Linked DNA regions of Hordeum vulgare: region 1 is linked to region 2. The links are chromatin contacts, called in public HiChIP or PLAC-seq maps. All regions are on one chromosome and are shown on one strand. Each heading gives the region's core, a stretch centred on a gene start, on an enhancer-like site or on the middle of the called end of the contact. The rest is flanking DNA. Distances are from core to core; before and after follow the strand shown. Region 1 overlaps LOC123448088 (a long non-coding RNA gene). Region 2 holds the start of LOC123448087.

Evidence for each region. HiChIP or PLAC-seq counts read pairs in DNA pulled down with a chosen protein or histone mark.
Region 1: a contact with region 2 is called in an H3K4me3 HiChIP or PLAC-seq map of embryo, with 9 times the contacts expected there. The contact joins the enhancer-like site here to the promoter of LOC123448087 in region 2. A contact is called at or near these places in 5 of 6 Hi-C or Micro-C datasets (leaf, seedling and an unstated tissue) and 1 of 1 datasets of contacts at active chromatin or transcription factors (embryo).

Annotation. Positions count from the first base shown.
Region 1 is chr4H:118,742,473-118,746,074 of MorexV3_pseudomolecules_assembly, reverse strand. It overlaps LOC123448088 (a long non-coding RNA gene), which reads left to right. Exons shown (of 2, transcript XR_006631607.1): 2 at 1-3,050. Among protein-coding and RNA genes, the nearest start is that of LOC123448088, 3.4 kb to the left of the region's middle. Within about 2 kb of position 1,799, at least 1 of the 3 cell types and tissues checked has open chromatin away from gene starts, as enhancers often do.
Region 2 is chr4H:118,512,963-118,516,533 of MorexV3_pseudomolecules_assembly, reverse strand. LOC123448087 reads left to right here and starts at 1,887. Exons shown (of 1, transcript XM_045124856.1): 1 at 1,887-3,571. The coding sequence starts at 2,477. The coding sequence ends at 3,415.

The DNA of each region.
Region 1 (3,602 bases), core at 550-3,049, 230 kb before region 2:
AAGGATATGCCCAAGGTAATTTGTTCCACAAGATGAGTTTTGCAGTATTTGTATGAACTAGAGTAATGTACTATTGCTGTAGTGTACATGCATGGTTCGAAAATCCTTTCTTTTCCAGTTATAGATTAGAACGGAAATTTTATGATTTGGTCTGCATTTTCATAATCAAAATGGGGTGTTGAAGTAGTGTAAATTGTTTAACTTGCTTTTTGGCCAGTATCCCTATATATGTGGATGTATGGTTGCTTTTTCACAATCAATTTGTAATGTTGCTTAATGTACTGTTTGATCTGCTTTCTTAGTCTGTATCCGTGAATCGATGCCCTTAAGCTCCTTTTGATTTCTATAATTCGTGAGCACATATGAGCATCAAAAGAAAATATACCATGATGAAACGTAAGCAAGCCTTGATTAACAAACTGGTATTTTTCTACCATTACAAGTGCAGCAAAAAGAAAATACAATCTCTATAAGCTCCGCGGCCTTAAGGCCAATCCCCAGGTTGATGATACTATTCTACTGACTTTGCCACACTCCTATTACAGTTAATAGTTTAATTTATCAGAGAAACTGGATCAATGCTTGGGGCTGGTGTGCTACGATTGGTATAGGCATGAGTACGAGAAGGCGACGGCCACCATAAGATACTCTCATGATTCAGGACAGGTTTTGATTTTGCTGCTATTAGGAGAAAAAAATAAGAGAGAAAGTATTGTGATTTTTGCTGCTACTATATGAATATATGATGCTTTGTTATTACTGTTTATTGTATAAACTATTTGTTGTGTGAACTACCTATCATATTTAGGATCGGATGTTTCAGATAGGATGGAAGATGCGTAGGAAATTGTGTGTGACATTCTCAATGAATTCGTCCCGTCGCCGACGAGATTCATCATGTAAGGCCTTTAATAATTTAATTAAATTTATCCAGCAACAATTTCATGACTCTAGACCTGAACAATTGTAACCTGCTGTTTTTTGGTTATTAGTATGCTTTGAGTTTGAGTGGCCTGGAGATGTGGTTTGCACAATGTTCTGTTCTGTCATATGCCATATTGATATGGATAAAATGTTAGCTTTTGGTATGACCCAGAATTATGTTGCCCCACCAGCCTGAAAATATGATAAATAAAAGCATGCAGTGCTCGTTTATTTGGATTCGGAGGCTTCGTTGTGCAGATAATTTACTTTGTTCCATAAGATCATATTTTGGAAGTGGCATAACCAGACCCTTGATGCTTTCTTGCTGCTGCTGTTGTATTCTGTAATGGAACTGTTAGATAAGGTAGTCTGTCTCTAGCCATAGGTCATAGTGCAGATTCATTTTCTTTGCTAGGATTTGATATTATCTTACAACCTCTACGAACACTGAATGGTTCAAGCAACATACATCTTTGTCCAACAACGCGACCACAAATCCACAATGGTTTCTCACTATTGAAAATACAACTCGAGTGACATTGCAAGATTGTGTACTTATTTGGCCATATATTTTTAAGAAAATTCATATTTTTATTATGTATACTTATGTTTGAGATGTGCAGTATTAAACAGAATCTTCATTCAAAATGTAGCTACTAATATTTGCACGTATTTCTTTAAGACTTTAGAGTTTCGAACAAACTTAATGAAAATCTGTTTTTATGATTATATTACACGTGGGTTGCACATGCACGATTACTAGTTTATTGAAGGGAACCAAGATTGACCTCCAATTGAACCTAGCTAGTACTAGTACGTAGATGTGCATCGACCCTGGATGCACATTGATGAGCGCAGGTACCGCGCTGCCATGTGCTAGCTGCAGGCCGAGGAGACCAGGACCAATACACTTGCAGCGTCGAGACACAGTATGATGTTAACATCTATCTCAATCCATCCGTTCATAAATATAAGTTTTTAAAGAAATTTTATTAAATGACTACATACAGAGAAAAATGAGTTAATCTATACTCTAAAGTATGTCTATATACATTTGTATATAGTTCCTTAGTGAAAATTCTAAAAAGACTTATATTTAAGAACGGAGGGAGTAGTACTTAGTATAATGCATCTACTTAGTATAATGCTGGTGCCTTGTCACGGATCATAAATATATTTTTACCAATTGTAAACATAATCATAATGCATATTCAAATTTGTATGCATAGAAATTATAGCATGTAACAAGGAAAAGTAATTAAAATCCACTTAAATGATCTAACTAATTATCTGTTTCAAACTAAGATGTATTTTTATACCTTGACGTCCCAGATCTAGGAAGCGTTATAATGGAGTATGAAATAAAATTAAGCTGAAACATTTTTTTTCTACATAGCAGAAAGCATGATTAAGTAGTGATGAATACAAACAAAAAATATCTTCATCACACATATAGATACATATGAGTCTTGGTGCAACTAATGTGTGTCCTAGTCTGCTAGTAATTTATATTCATGAAGTGAGTTGAACACAACTAACATTCGAAAGAAAGAATAAAATTGGTTTTTAATTCCATCAACGGTTTGATTTGCTAATTGATTCTATGCTTGATTTTTAAAATATTTTCACGTGAATGGCTGCTACAAACGAAAGTGATGACTATTGAGTATTATAGGACACATTTCCTTAACGACATTTGAATGGACATGTTTGATTTCAAAATATATCATGTGTGGATCTCTGTACAATTGACAAGATATATAATATGATCGTGTCCACCAATGCATGTACGCGGCGGTATGACAAATCACCTTCTGCCACGTCCTTCCTCGACGTCATGATCCATGCCCTGGCATTCTCGAGCATTGTGTCGATGCCATGGCCGACTGTGGTGTCCTCCTTTGTGTCGCACACGACGTCCCTCCGCACGGGCGCACGAATGTATATGCTCATAACAAAAAATATGGTATTTTTATTGTACTAGGAAACTTGTAATTGTCAATTAATAGTAGATATAATGATAATTATAAATGATATAGTGTGTGGGATTAAGATTTTTGTATTGAGAAATATCTGACTTTGTTTTGGAAGTTCATCGAGAAAATCTTATGTCGGTGTTTCAAGAAGGTGATCTCACATATATGGTTTGATTTCTAAATTCTTAATAACATATTATTTACATGATTAAATTAAACTAGCACCTGCCAAAGAAGCATAAAACAACATCTCTCACTTTAATGGGATTTGGTTTTTAATAGGAGGGAGAATATCCAGTAGGAAGGGGATTTATTTGTCGTGATTTAGACGTTAATATCCTTAAAGTTCGTTATTTGTTTCCTGAAAAACTATTATTTGTTTCCTAAAATAAATTGCACTAATGAAAGGGATCTGTTGATTTGAATAAGCTACGAAAGTTAGATTAAAATATATGATTTGTTTCCTAAAAATCTGTTATTTGTTTCCTAAAATAAATTGCACTAATAAAAGGGATTTGTTGAATTGAATAAGTTAGAAAGTTAGATTAAAATCTATGATTTGTTTTCTAAAAATCTATTATTTGTTTACTAAAACAAATTGCATCAATAAGAGGGATCAATTGATTTGGATAACTTAAGAAAGTTAGATTTGTGATTTGTTATACATTAGGAAAGTCCTGGTTTCTAATAAAGAGTGAATAG
Region 2 (3,571 bases), core at 638-3,137:
GGCGGAGATGATAAAGCTCTTGGATACGCCAATAACCACAGAAAATCAGGAGGAATGTAACACGGAGTTAGCCAAACTTCATGGGCAGATGAATAAAGTATAGGAGGAGATCGACGCCAAGAATACTCGTATGACGGATTTACATGATCACATCCGCAATGAGGCTGAACGCTTGAAGGCAGAAGCTTGGCAGCTAGGTCTTCGTCAAGACGCCTCGGAGGCAGTTCATCGTAGGAGGCATGAAAGTCGCCTGCCCCTTAATCTCAACTTGGCTCGTCTGTTTGATACTCTGCAGCACACGCCACGGACCGGACAACCGCGGGAGTACCAGCCTCACCAGCCTGCTCAGCAGCGCCAACCACCGCCGGCTCAGTCACCGCCTCATCATTTCTGGACACCGGCTGGTCACTTCTCCAATCCTATGGACAATATGTTGGCTGCTACTCGTAACCTCGAGGCACTCCTGATCACAGGAAACACCCTGATTGAAGTCGAAGACAGGATGCCACTAAGATCTTGAAAACCGTGAACACCCAGCAGGCGAGGTATTCATATAGTAGGGATTGGGTTCACTCTACCCCCTATAAACACAAAAAACTTCTGTCCGGATTCTTTTTCTACTGAATATAGTGAATGCTCTCAAAGACAAGTAATGCATTATCAGTGATTATCCATCCCGGAACAAGGGCACTCTGCTCTAGCGCAATGATATAATCCATAATAGGGCGTAGCCGGTTTTATCAAACACTTTGACACTACCTTATAAATGACGTTGGATAAGCTGATAGGCGGAAACTCTATGAGCCGCTCGGGGTTGTCTATCTTGGGAATGAGAACAATTAAGATGTTGTGCACCCCTTGAGGAATATGCCATTACGAAAAAAAAATCTTGACCCTGTAATTACCTACTCTTTCATAACAATCCAAAAATGTGCATTGAACTATCTTCTTTGGCGCCACGAACCATTCATGTACCGCAAACCTCTGCGTTGCAACGCCGTTTCTTTTTTTCCTTTGAAATGTCAAAGAACATACATTAAGTAGCATAAAACCTTACAAAAACAGTAAAACACTCTTATAAAATCGAGCCAAGAAATATGGTGATCGTAGAATATATTACGATATTTGAAATTTATTATACATTGCACGGAAGCTCTGCAATTACCTGCTCTTTCATAACAATTCATTTTCTTTGAAAAATGTGCACTGAACTATCTTCTTTGGCGCCACGAACCATTCCTGTACCGCAAACCTCTCTGTTGCAACGCCGTTTCTTTTTTCCTTTGAAATGTCAAAGAACATACATTAAGTAGCATAAAACCTTAAAAAACAGTAAAAGGCAAGAAATCCGGTGATCGTAGAATATATTACGATATATGAAATTTATTATACATTCCACGGGAGCTCTAGCAGATCCGTTACATACCGTTATAGCACGATGATAACCAGTTGAGTTGTGGAATCCAGTGGTTGGCAAAGGACTCGACAAAAGATTAGCAATCACGCTCACTGCCGGTGGGCTTCAGCCCAGGGGTCCCACGCTTCAGCGACCTACAAACACAGGGCTTTACAAAGAGACCCCACCCCGCGAATCATCCCTTCCCAGGACAGGAGCATCCAGACGTTGGGCAACAAAGGCGTTCTCCGCCAGCCGATGGAGCTGGCATGTCCGGCCCCACAGGTCAGCGAACAGCACTGCCATCTTACAGAAAAGCCCCCCTAGAATCTCCTGTCTACAAACGAACTCCTCACAGCTGGACCCCACTCTCTAGCAAGGAGAAGCCAGCTGTCCAGGGGCAGGCCGGTAACTCCGCAGGGGCGGACCTGCCAAGTGTGAGCAGGCCGGGTATTCTATTGCGGGAAAAACCAGGGGGGAAAGAGATTTACACATTTCCATCCGAGACCCTGAAAAAAATGCGTCCCCATCAAAACCCTCTCTCCTTCCTTTCCTTGCTGTCTCTCTCTTCCTAAAATTTCTCCCTCTTTCTCTCTCGCCTCACTCTCTCTCGTCTCGTCTCCCCCCACCCCGCTGCCGAATCCCCAACCAAACCCCGCCGTCGCAATCGTCCGCACGCGCGCGCGCGGGTTTCTGTGGACGCCGGCGTCCCCGGCCCGGATTGATCCCGCCGCTCCTCTCCTCTCCTCCTCCCGATTCTCGCCATCCAATCAATCTCTTCCTTTGCTCCCTTCCTTTCCCGGCCGCCTCCTGGTTTCTTGCCGAAATTGCCTGCCACCTGTTTGGACTCTGGAGACGAGGGCGCGCGCATAACTTGCCTCGCCATTGCGGCTGCTCTGCTCAGCCCGGCTGCTTCCTTGGATCTGCTAGCTCGCCCGCGCCGGCCTCCGGGGCGCGCTCCCCCGCTCCAAATCTCGTCCTTGTTTTGGAGGTCCTCCTGTGCGGATGAGGAGGGAATCCTGACTTTTGCTGGGCTCCGGCGGTTCTCTTCCTGGATCCTTGCGGCGGAGGCGTGCCGGGATGGGTTTCTTGATCTGCGCCTGCCTCCTCCAGCTGCTCTTCTTGGGCTCCTCTCCGGTGGCGGCGCAGTCGCCGTCGCCGGCGAGGGCCCTGGACGCAATGCTGCAGGAGTACGCGTACCGGGCCTTCGTCCGGCCGCACACCGGCATTGTCTACAACGGCACCGTGCCTTCGGACCTCGCCGGCGTCGCGGTGTCCGGGCTCCGCCTGCGCAGCGGCAGCCTGCGGAGGAAAGGCTTCTCCAACTACTTCAACTTCAGGATCCCCCCTGGCGTCATCGTGCAGCCGTACGTCGAGAGGGTGGTGCTAGTGTACCACAGCCTGGGCGACCTCTCGGAGAAGTACTACCCGCTCCCCGGCTACACCTATCTCTCGCCCATTCTCGGGCTGCTCGTCTACGACGCTGCCAACTTGTCAGCAGTGGGTTTGTCCGAGCTGAGCATCGTCGCGTCAGGGAGCCCCATTTCTGTGAATTTCAGCAATGTCAGGGCGGTGCCGCCAGGCAGTCCAGCGCCGCAGTGTGTGTGGTTCGATTTGGATGGCGTGCCACAGTTCCGGGCCTTGGAGGCAAACAACGTGTGTGCAACGTATCGCCGAGGGCACTTCTCCATAGTGGTGAACTCCAGTGAGGTTGCTCCTGCTCCAGGTCCTTCAGGCGCAATTGCCCCGCCAATACCGACTGATGGTGGTCGTGATAAGGGTAGTTCGGACGCATGGAAGATTGCCGTCGGCGTTGTTGGGGGTGTCATTGCATTGGGGCTGTTGGCTTTGCTTCTGGTATGTTTCCTCAGATATAAAAAGGAAAAGAAGATGGAGGTTATGGAACGAAATGCAGAGGTCGGGGAGACTTTGCGCATGGCGCAGGTTGGGCGGACGCAAGCGCCTGTAGCGTTCGGAACGCGAACAAAACCTGTGATTGAGAGTGAGTATGTTGCCTAGTTGATTTTTGGTGTTTTGCAGAATTCAGGCAACAGCAGCAATGCTCTAAGATGATGCCCTGAGATGTGGAATTGTCCACCGGTCAGTTGAGGCAGAAAGCATTCCATATCAGTGAGGGTGCTGTGAATTGCTAGGTTTAGGGTTCAGCTGCTGCTC